Linked DNA regions of Bos taurus: region 1 is linked to region 2. The links are chromatin contacts, called in public Hi-C maps. All regions are on one chromosome and are shown on one strand. Each heading gives the region's core, a stretch centred on a gene start, on an enhancer-like site or on the middle of the called end of the contact. The rest is flanking DNA. Distances are from core to core; before and after follow the strand shown. Region 1 overlaps PLCL2 (phospholipase C like 2). Region 2 has its middle 54 kb from the start of PLCL2.

The links. Hi-C and Micro-C count contacts between places; a contact is called where the count stands out from the background.
Region 1: a contact with region 2 is called in a Hi-C map of liver, with 3 times the contacts expected there. The contact joins two enhancer-like sites. A contact is called at or near these places in 2 of 11 Hi-C or Micro-C datasets (liver and skeletal muscle).

What each region holds. Positions count from the first base shown.
Region 1 is chr1:154,005,743-154,009,891 of ARS-UCD2.0, forward strand. PLCL2 (phospholipase C like 2) reads left to right here. Exons shown (of 6, transcript NM_001192255.2): 2 at 1-579; 3 at 3,287-3,490. Among named protein-coding and RNA genes, the nearest start is that of PLCL2, 130 kb to the left of the region's middle. Within about 2 kb of position 2,554, at least 6 of the 102 cell types and tissues checked have an H3K27ac peak or open chromatin away from gene starts, as enhancers often do. A contact at or near this core is called in liver, where this site is marked.
Region 2 is chr1:153,825,898-153,829,637 of ARS-UCD2.0, forward strand. No RefSeq gene overlaps it. Among named protein-coding and RNA genes, the nearest start is that of PLCL2, 54 kb to the right of the region's middle. Within about 2 kb of position 2,369, at least 11 of the 102 cell types and tissues checked have an H3K27ac peak or open chromatin away from gene starts, as enhancers often do. A contact at or near this core is called in liver, where this site is marked.

The DNA of each region.
Region 1 (4,149 bases), core at 1,304-3,803, 180 kb after region 2:
GACTCGGTGCCGGGGGTCTCCCCGCAGCTGCTCCACATCAAGGTCATCAGCGGGCAGAACTTCCCCAAGCCCAAAGGCTCCGGCGCCAAGGGCGACGTGGTGGACCCGTACGTGTACGTGGAGATCCACGGCATCCCCGCTGACTGCGCCGAGCAGAGGACGAGGACCGTGCACCAGAACGGGGACGCGCCCATCTTCGACGAGAGCTTCGAGTTCCAGGTCAACCTCCCTGAGCTGGCCATGGTGCGCTTCGTGGTCTTGGACGACGACTACATCGGCGACGAGTTCATCGGCCAGTACACCATCCCCTTCGAGTGCCTGCAGACCGGCTACCGCCATGTGCAGCTGCAGTCGCTGACCGGCGAGGTCTTGGCGCACGCGTCCCTGTTCGTGCACGTGGCCATCACCAACCGGAGAGGGGGCGGCAAGCCCCACAAGAGGGGCCTCTCCGTGCGGAAGGGGAAGAAGTCCCGGGAGTACGCGTCCCTGAGGACGCTGTGGATCAAAACTGTGGACGAGGTCTTCAAGAACGCCCAGCCCCCGATCCGGGACGCCACGGACCTCAGGGAGAACATGCAGGTAGGCCGGGGTCCGCCGCCGCAGAGGCTCAGGAGGCTGTTAGAGGGTTCCAGCCAACAGCTGTGTATCTGATCGAAAGTACTTCGTGAATTCCAGTTACTTGTAAGAATGCTCACCCACTGATGTCATTTTTTTTTTTTTTCCCCATCATGTAAATTTCCAAAAGGGCAGTTGGCCCTTCAACACGTTGATGACACTTGGGAATGAGCCGGCCTTGTTGCTGAGCCCAAAGAAGGCCCTGGTCCCTGGTAGCCCCTAAGGAACGCTTTTCCTAAATGCGCAGGTGGGAATCTCTCCTGTTTCTGGGCACTCCTGAGCTGGAGCGCACACACAGCCGGTCAGAATGAAAGAACACGCCCGCCCTTTCTCCTGGGGCGGTCCTGCTGCGGGAATGGCAAGTCTGTAAACGGCCAGCGTCTGAGTGTTGAGCCTGCACTTGACTCTGGAGCCCAGCAGTCTAGTTGTTTCAGTAAGAGACACATGATGCCTGTGTGTATTAGACATCTAAGATAGTAACCACCTCTGATACCCATAGCAACTACAAGCAGTCAGTCAGAATTATGTATGTAATTAAGTCTTGTCCATGTGTCTAGCAGGATACGGGGGCTGCCAGTGATGCAGAGCAAGGCGTGAGGGCTGCCACACACACACACACCCACACACACACACACCAGCTCCAGCACATAGACACACAGAGACACACACACATACACACCAGCGCCCACATACAGACACACACCAGCCCCTCACACACACACACACACACACACACACACACACACACCCCAACCCTAGCACAGTCACACACACACCCCCCCCAACCCCAGCACACAGACACACACACACACACCAGCCCCTGCACACAGACACACACACACACATACACACCAGCCCTTGCAAACACACACACACACACCCCAACCCCAGCACAGAGACACACACAGACACAGACCAGCCCCCGCACACACACACACCCCAGCCCCAGCACACACACACACACACAAACCAGCCCCTGCACACACACACACACCAGCCCCAGCATGCACGCACACACACACACACACACACACCAGCCCCAGTCTGTGTCCATCCCAAAGATACATGTGTGTAAAGACATACATGTATATAACTATTAAGAGCAGAATGCCAGCAGCAAGTAAAACAAAAAGACCTTCTGGCAGCGGAGAAATGTTATCGTTTGTCTCAAAGCAAAGCATAATGGAAATACAGACAGCGTCCCGTTCGCCCCCCCCGCCCCCCACCCCCCGCAACCCCCCTACCCCCCCCACTCCCCGTCTCCGAGGCTGCCGTGGTCGTGGACCTCAGCCCTGAGCAGGCCGCAGCCATGCCGGCGTGGACGAGAAGCTGCCCGTCGCCCTTCGGGGCTGCGTGTGTCTACGCTGTGTGTGTGCCGTGTGCAGCTGGGGCTGTGACTGGGCCGTGGAGCCTGGGTGGGCAGGATCCCGCAGATGCCTGTGGTTGGGGGTGGGCATTGGGAAGGGGCGGCCGGCGGGGAGCAGGAGACGAAACAACCAGGGTGACGGCAGGTGGAGAAGAAGTCTGGGCTCTGAGGGCCCCCAGCGCTCGCAGGAAGGACTGACAGGCGTCAGCATCCAGGACACTCAACTTGATGACCATATTTAAAGTAGCGTTGATCAAATGTCCCATTTCAAACCGACGTGCTGCTCATCTCCAAGGACTGCGGTGTTTGAGCCCAGAAGGCACAGGTTTGGGGGGCCTGGGCCCCTGCCCTCTAGGCGCCATCCTCAGCCCAGGTCGGGACCCAGGCGTGCCTGGATGTCCCGTGTTTCAGTTAGAATGTCCCTGTTGCGGCAGCGCAGGATCGAGAGTGTCAGCCTCGTCCTGAGCCAACTTCAGGTACCAGCTTGACCCCCTCCCCTGCCGGCCGCGTGACCCCAGACGGACAAGAGGCCACGGCTGAGGCTCGGTTCCTGTGGGCCCAGCGTGGTGGTGGAGGGTCAGACAGGGCCACGTGTAACACGCGTGCCTCCAAGCGGCGCTCAAACGCCCGCTCACGGCTTTCTACAGTGCGGAGGGGCTTCCTTTCACGGGTATTTCTATGGCCTGCCGCTAGTGATTAGAAATAAAGGACATGGAACGCAGGAAGAGGAGCAGTGGGACCCCTGGAGACAGGGCAATGGGCAGGGCAGGCTGTGGTCCCCGGGTTTCCCGCCCGAAACTGCAGCTTCCCCAAAGTTCCTCTAGCTTTGGAACCAGCAGGTGTAAACAGCTGAGAGGGATTCAGGTTCCTACCTGCCAGATGCTCCTCTCCTTTTTGGATGGCTGGCCTACTTGATACTTAGTTGAAGCCTGATTCCATTTTTTTCTCGTCTTTTTGAAAGCAGAAGCCGTTTTTTTTTGTTTGTTTGCTTGTAGTTGCATATCGGTGTTTACACTGCTGTGAACTTTGATCTGAAAAGCGGCTTTGCCCTTCAAAAGAATTTAACTTGTTTGCCTCTTCTGCCCTTTGGATAAATTGGTGTTACAAATGTCTATGACTACGTTTACTTTGGAAAATAGCCCTTTTTCCCCAGGATAAAATAATCATTAACCACGTCTATTGTAACACGGACACTAACCGTTGTGCCAGGCAGCCCCAGGATAACCAGGTGTGCCGAGTACGGCATCCTTGGGACACTCAGCCCCTGCTGAATTACAGAGCGCCTTCTTTCTTCCCACTGAGCAGAATGCAGTGGTGTCCTTCAAGGAGCTGTGTGGTCTCTCCTCCGTGGCCAACCTCATGCAGTGCATGCTGGCGGTGTCTCCCCGCTTCCTGGGACCTGATAACACGCCCCTGGTGGTTCTGAACCTCAGCGAGCAGTACCCCACCATGGAGTTGCAGGGGATCGTGCCCGAGGTTCTGAAGAAGATCGTGACGACGTACGACATGGTGAGTGGCTCTTCGGACTTTCAGGGTGCCGCGGGGGAGAGAGGCGTCTTGGGCCGGTGCCCCTGGTGTGCTCGGGGCTCTGGCTAAGGACTTGGCTTTACCTGTGCGGGAGCGTGGCTACCCTGCCCTTGCTGCATTTGAAAGACTCGAGTGTTTCGTCGTTGCTGTTGCAGAAAGCAGGCCGCGGACACGTGCCTCCATTGGATCAAATAGTGGTCAGCTTTTCAGGAATACATCTGAGTTGCTTTCTAAAGCATACACGATTTTCGACACGCATAGAGTAAGGATTTTTTTTAATCTTTCCTTGCAGCCAGCCATTGATTCACCCATATTTTGTTTTCATTTTTCAAACTGGCAGAGGTGAGAAAGTTAGTTTTATTCTAAAATGCCTTTAAAATAGCCTCAGAGGCAGGTGTCTCCACCACATGCCTGGGCCGTGCAATGCCCTCCCTCCTGAGGGCAGCCACCCCATGGTGCCCATGATTGGTAATCAGCTTAGTGTCAGTGAGGAATCCTCGGGACACCCAGAATGCTGCATTTTTGCACTTGAGGTCTGCCTTGCATTTTCCTGATCGCTCCTGTTCTCGCTGTTCTTTCTGATTGACTGTGACTCTGAGGGGGGCTTCGCGGGTGAGCACCGCCCTTTGGAGCTCAGGGTG
Region 2 (3,740 bases), core at 1,119-3,618:
TTTTTGTCCTTTATGACCTCCCCAATGAGTGAGGTCCTCGGTGCAAAGTTCACCTCCTTCGCTTGCATAGAACTGCTGGGGGTGACGTGCCCCAACCACAGGCTGGACCATCATGCCCATCCCCAGGGCTTCGTCTGGGTCCTGGGGGCACTGATTTGCCCTCCCCCCAGGATAGGCTGAGGTGCTGTAGCCCGTGCCGCACATCCCTGTCACGATCTCCTCCACTCACTCATTCACTCATTCAATTCATGTTTACTTGTCAGCTTCGTGCTCAACACAAACGGAGGAACAGGTGGGACTATCCTGTAGGGAACAGAGAGCAGGGCTCCTGTGATGGCCAGTGCTACACCACCTTGATGAGGCCAGAGCTCCTAGACGTTCAAACACCAGTCTAGGTGTTGCCGGAGGTATTCTGTGGATGCGATCAAGTCCGTAATCAATTGCCTTTAAGTAAGGAGAATGTCCTCAATAATCTGGGCAGTCTTGGCTCTGTTGAAGAGTCTTGGAAGCAGAGCCGAGGTTTCCACCTGGGATGGCAGCTCCGGCTCACGCAAGCCCCTCCTGACAGCCTCCTCTGCGGACTTCATCTCCTCCCACCGAGCCCTCTCCATCACGGGAGCCAGTTCCTGTGATGAGTCTTCTACTCCCTGTCTCCTCCTGTTTGGACTCTCTACTTAATCCTGATCTATGAATTAACCTGTTTCACCTCTACTCACTTTCGTCAGCCTTCAGCTCGCAGAGAAAAAGTTGCATCCAGGTGTGCTAAGCAATTGGTCGGCCCCCTTGGTGACACTTCCTCTTTGAGATCTGAGCTGGGGATCACCATTTTAGGTGACCTCCAAGTTTCTGGGAATGAGTAGAACGTGGAGATGGAACTCAAAATGGAAAAAGTAGATGTCAGTCCATGGTGGGTCCCTGGTGTGATGAACCATCAAGAGGCCAAAAGGCCTTGAAAAGCACAGCCAGCCAAGTCATCAGTCCCCATCAACAAAGCAAAGGGTGGGTCACACCAGAGAGAGCCCGCCTTACTTGCTTCCAGGTAACCAGCGCTTCTCCACTTTAGACTTTCAAGGTGGAACAGGCTCATACCACTAAGACCCTCATGGAAACCAACGAGAATGGCATTGTGAGTGTGAGTGTGTGTTCTGGGCTCTAAAAGCTCAGGTCTCCTCCCTGATGTAAACACTCTGATGCGTGGGCTTCCCCAGGGCTCTTTCCAACACCAGCATTCTCTGATCCTCTTTATTAACCAACAGCTTGCACATGAATTAGAATGTTTTTCAGAGTAATAAAGTTTGGTCGTGGATTTGGACGGGCTGTCCTCAGAGAAGCTAAACTGATAAAAACCAGCCTGATCAGTGTGTGTGTGTCTGGGGGCTGCAGCCTCCTAATATTTTGAAAACCTACCTCCTGAGAGACATGTGTACAATTCTGGAACTTATTCAGAATCTGAGAGCTCTGCCAGTTACTGTTGATCACAGTTTCCCCGTTTGCTTTTTGAGGACCAGATTGTGAGAGACACCTTCGCTGCTGAGAGAACACTGGTTTTTCTGAGCGTCTCAGTGAGTGTACCTAGACCTGAAGCTTGGAGTAAATGAGTGTGGAAATGTCTAGAAAAGGAAGACCTGTGTGAGGGGAAGGAAAAAGGCAGCCTCCCGATTTGGGTTAAGGTTAGTTTGATGGAGTAATTAATGAAAAGCGATCAAGAGAATGGATTAATTAATTCTCTTTCAAATCCTGCCGTGGAGACACATATCCAGAAAAGGAGGTCAGTGAACCTAAAATCAGGGGAAGAGCTGCCACAGAAGGTGGTTTTAAGCCTCCAAAGCCGCAGCAATCCCAGTGGGGCATAAATAATGCAGTTTTTAATCAAGCCGTCAGCCCCGAAGTCAGATTCTATCATCCCATGTTCTGTCTGTGCTTCAGAATGGCCAGGGGCCTGCAATCCATCTCTAGATGGAAAAATAACTTGTTTCACAGCTTTAGTATGACTCATTCCCAAATCTATATGGACAGCGTGGTGAAGAACAAAATATGAATTATTTTTTAAAGGCTTATGAATTCCTTGTGGCTGGTATCAGTCTTTTGACCACCCGGAATATTCACGAGGTGGGAGGCCTCCGCACTGCCCTTGACTTTGAAAGACGGTCCTCCGAGCCCAGCCGTTGGAATGGCCCCTGTGGTCCCGCAGGCCTCGGCTCAGGTGGTACCCACTCTGCAGGGGGAGACAGAGCGGGCTCTGGGATGCCAGGCTTCGCCCGGCTGGCCCGCCCCCGGCTCGGTGGAGCCCCGCCAAGCCCACAGTTGCTGGTTCTGTCCCCACACTGCCCCGCCCCCGTCGTCAGCCGTGAAAGATGTGTCCAGCTGTCCCGGGTGAGCGGCGCCCGGGACTGCCCCGGTGTGGCCTTAACGTTTAGTAAAGCACAGCCTCTTAGCTGTGAAGCAATTTAGTGAAAGCCTCTCTGGAGCTTAAACTCAGCTATTTTCTGTTTTCTGGTTCTTTATTCCACTTTATTCCTTTCTGGCTGGGCTGTGTTTCCATTTCCTTCAAAAGGCGTGGTTCCTATCTCATCCAGCAGAAATGTCAGTCTTGTTTCTAAAACCGTCCTTTTCTGCTCCCCTACCCTCATGTCTTTATCTTTGGAAAACAGATATTTAGCCCCACAACACGTGGAGGTCCTCTTTCCAGCGCTCTCTTTTAGAATCAGCTGGTCCAGCTCTGAGTCCACAGAATGCTCCTATGCTCTACGTGAAGTTCGACGCATGTATTGATACATTTTGTGAAACAGAATGTGAGCCACTGCCAGTTTTTTGGCCTGTTATTTCGTGGTTTTTTGCATGGGAAAAGCATGACACTGAATTTTGGATGTGCTCTTCTATTTCTTGAACAAACTCTAGCAGTTGCTATCTGTCAGATCCAGGGGATTTCAAACACTGATAGGTGATGTTTTAAAAATGACAGAATATGTATCTGGAAATGTGCTTCATTTCACAAGAGCACCCGTGGTTTCTTGCTGCTGGTATTGGAATGATCGAGCGTTGGACTTTATGCTTTTCCACTCTCATGTTTTCCTGAAACTAGCTGAGTGCATTGAGCCAATTCTGTTGCTGTCAGATGGATTTCCTGAATTGCTGGCTTCAAGTACTTTGCTCCCTTTTCTGACACTCTGCTTCTATTCATAGCCGACAGATAATCGGAAGCCAGGGTCAAGGGCAGCTGTTGAATGCTGATTGGCAGCTGGCAAGGTGTGGCGACTGCCATCTGGTCATGCCAGGTCCAGATAGCACTGCCAGAGTTTACTTAATTCAGGCAGAAGCAGTTAACTCCAGCTTGTGTGCGGAAGCAAACCTAGTTAACCGTTCTGTACACTCCAGGTAGTCAAATTGGTTCCCAAGTTTAGACACAGGTTAGAAATTAAAAACAGCACGGTCTGAAGTCATGGGGTCTGTGCAATACGCCTTTCCTCTCCCTCCTGATTAGGATTCAGAGATAGAAGGATGTGTTTCTCCATCCCTTCCTGACAAATAGCATTGGGTACTTTTAACAGAACATGAACAAGAAAGCTGATTTCTGTAGCTCAGAGGGATGAATATTTTCATAGCTCCCCAAGTATTGGAAGTGAGAGAAATATTACCTCCATCATATGAACCAACATGGCATAATGGATCGGTACCTCCCAGAAATTAGGTCAGCCCTATGAGAAATGGAAATCAGGCTATGAATACTTTAGATGTATGTT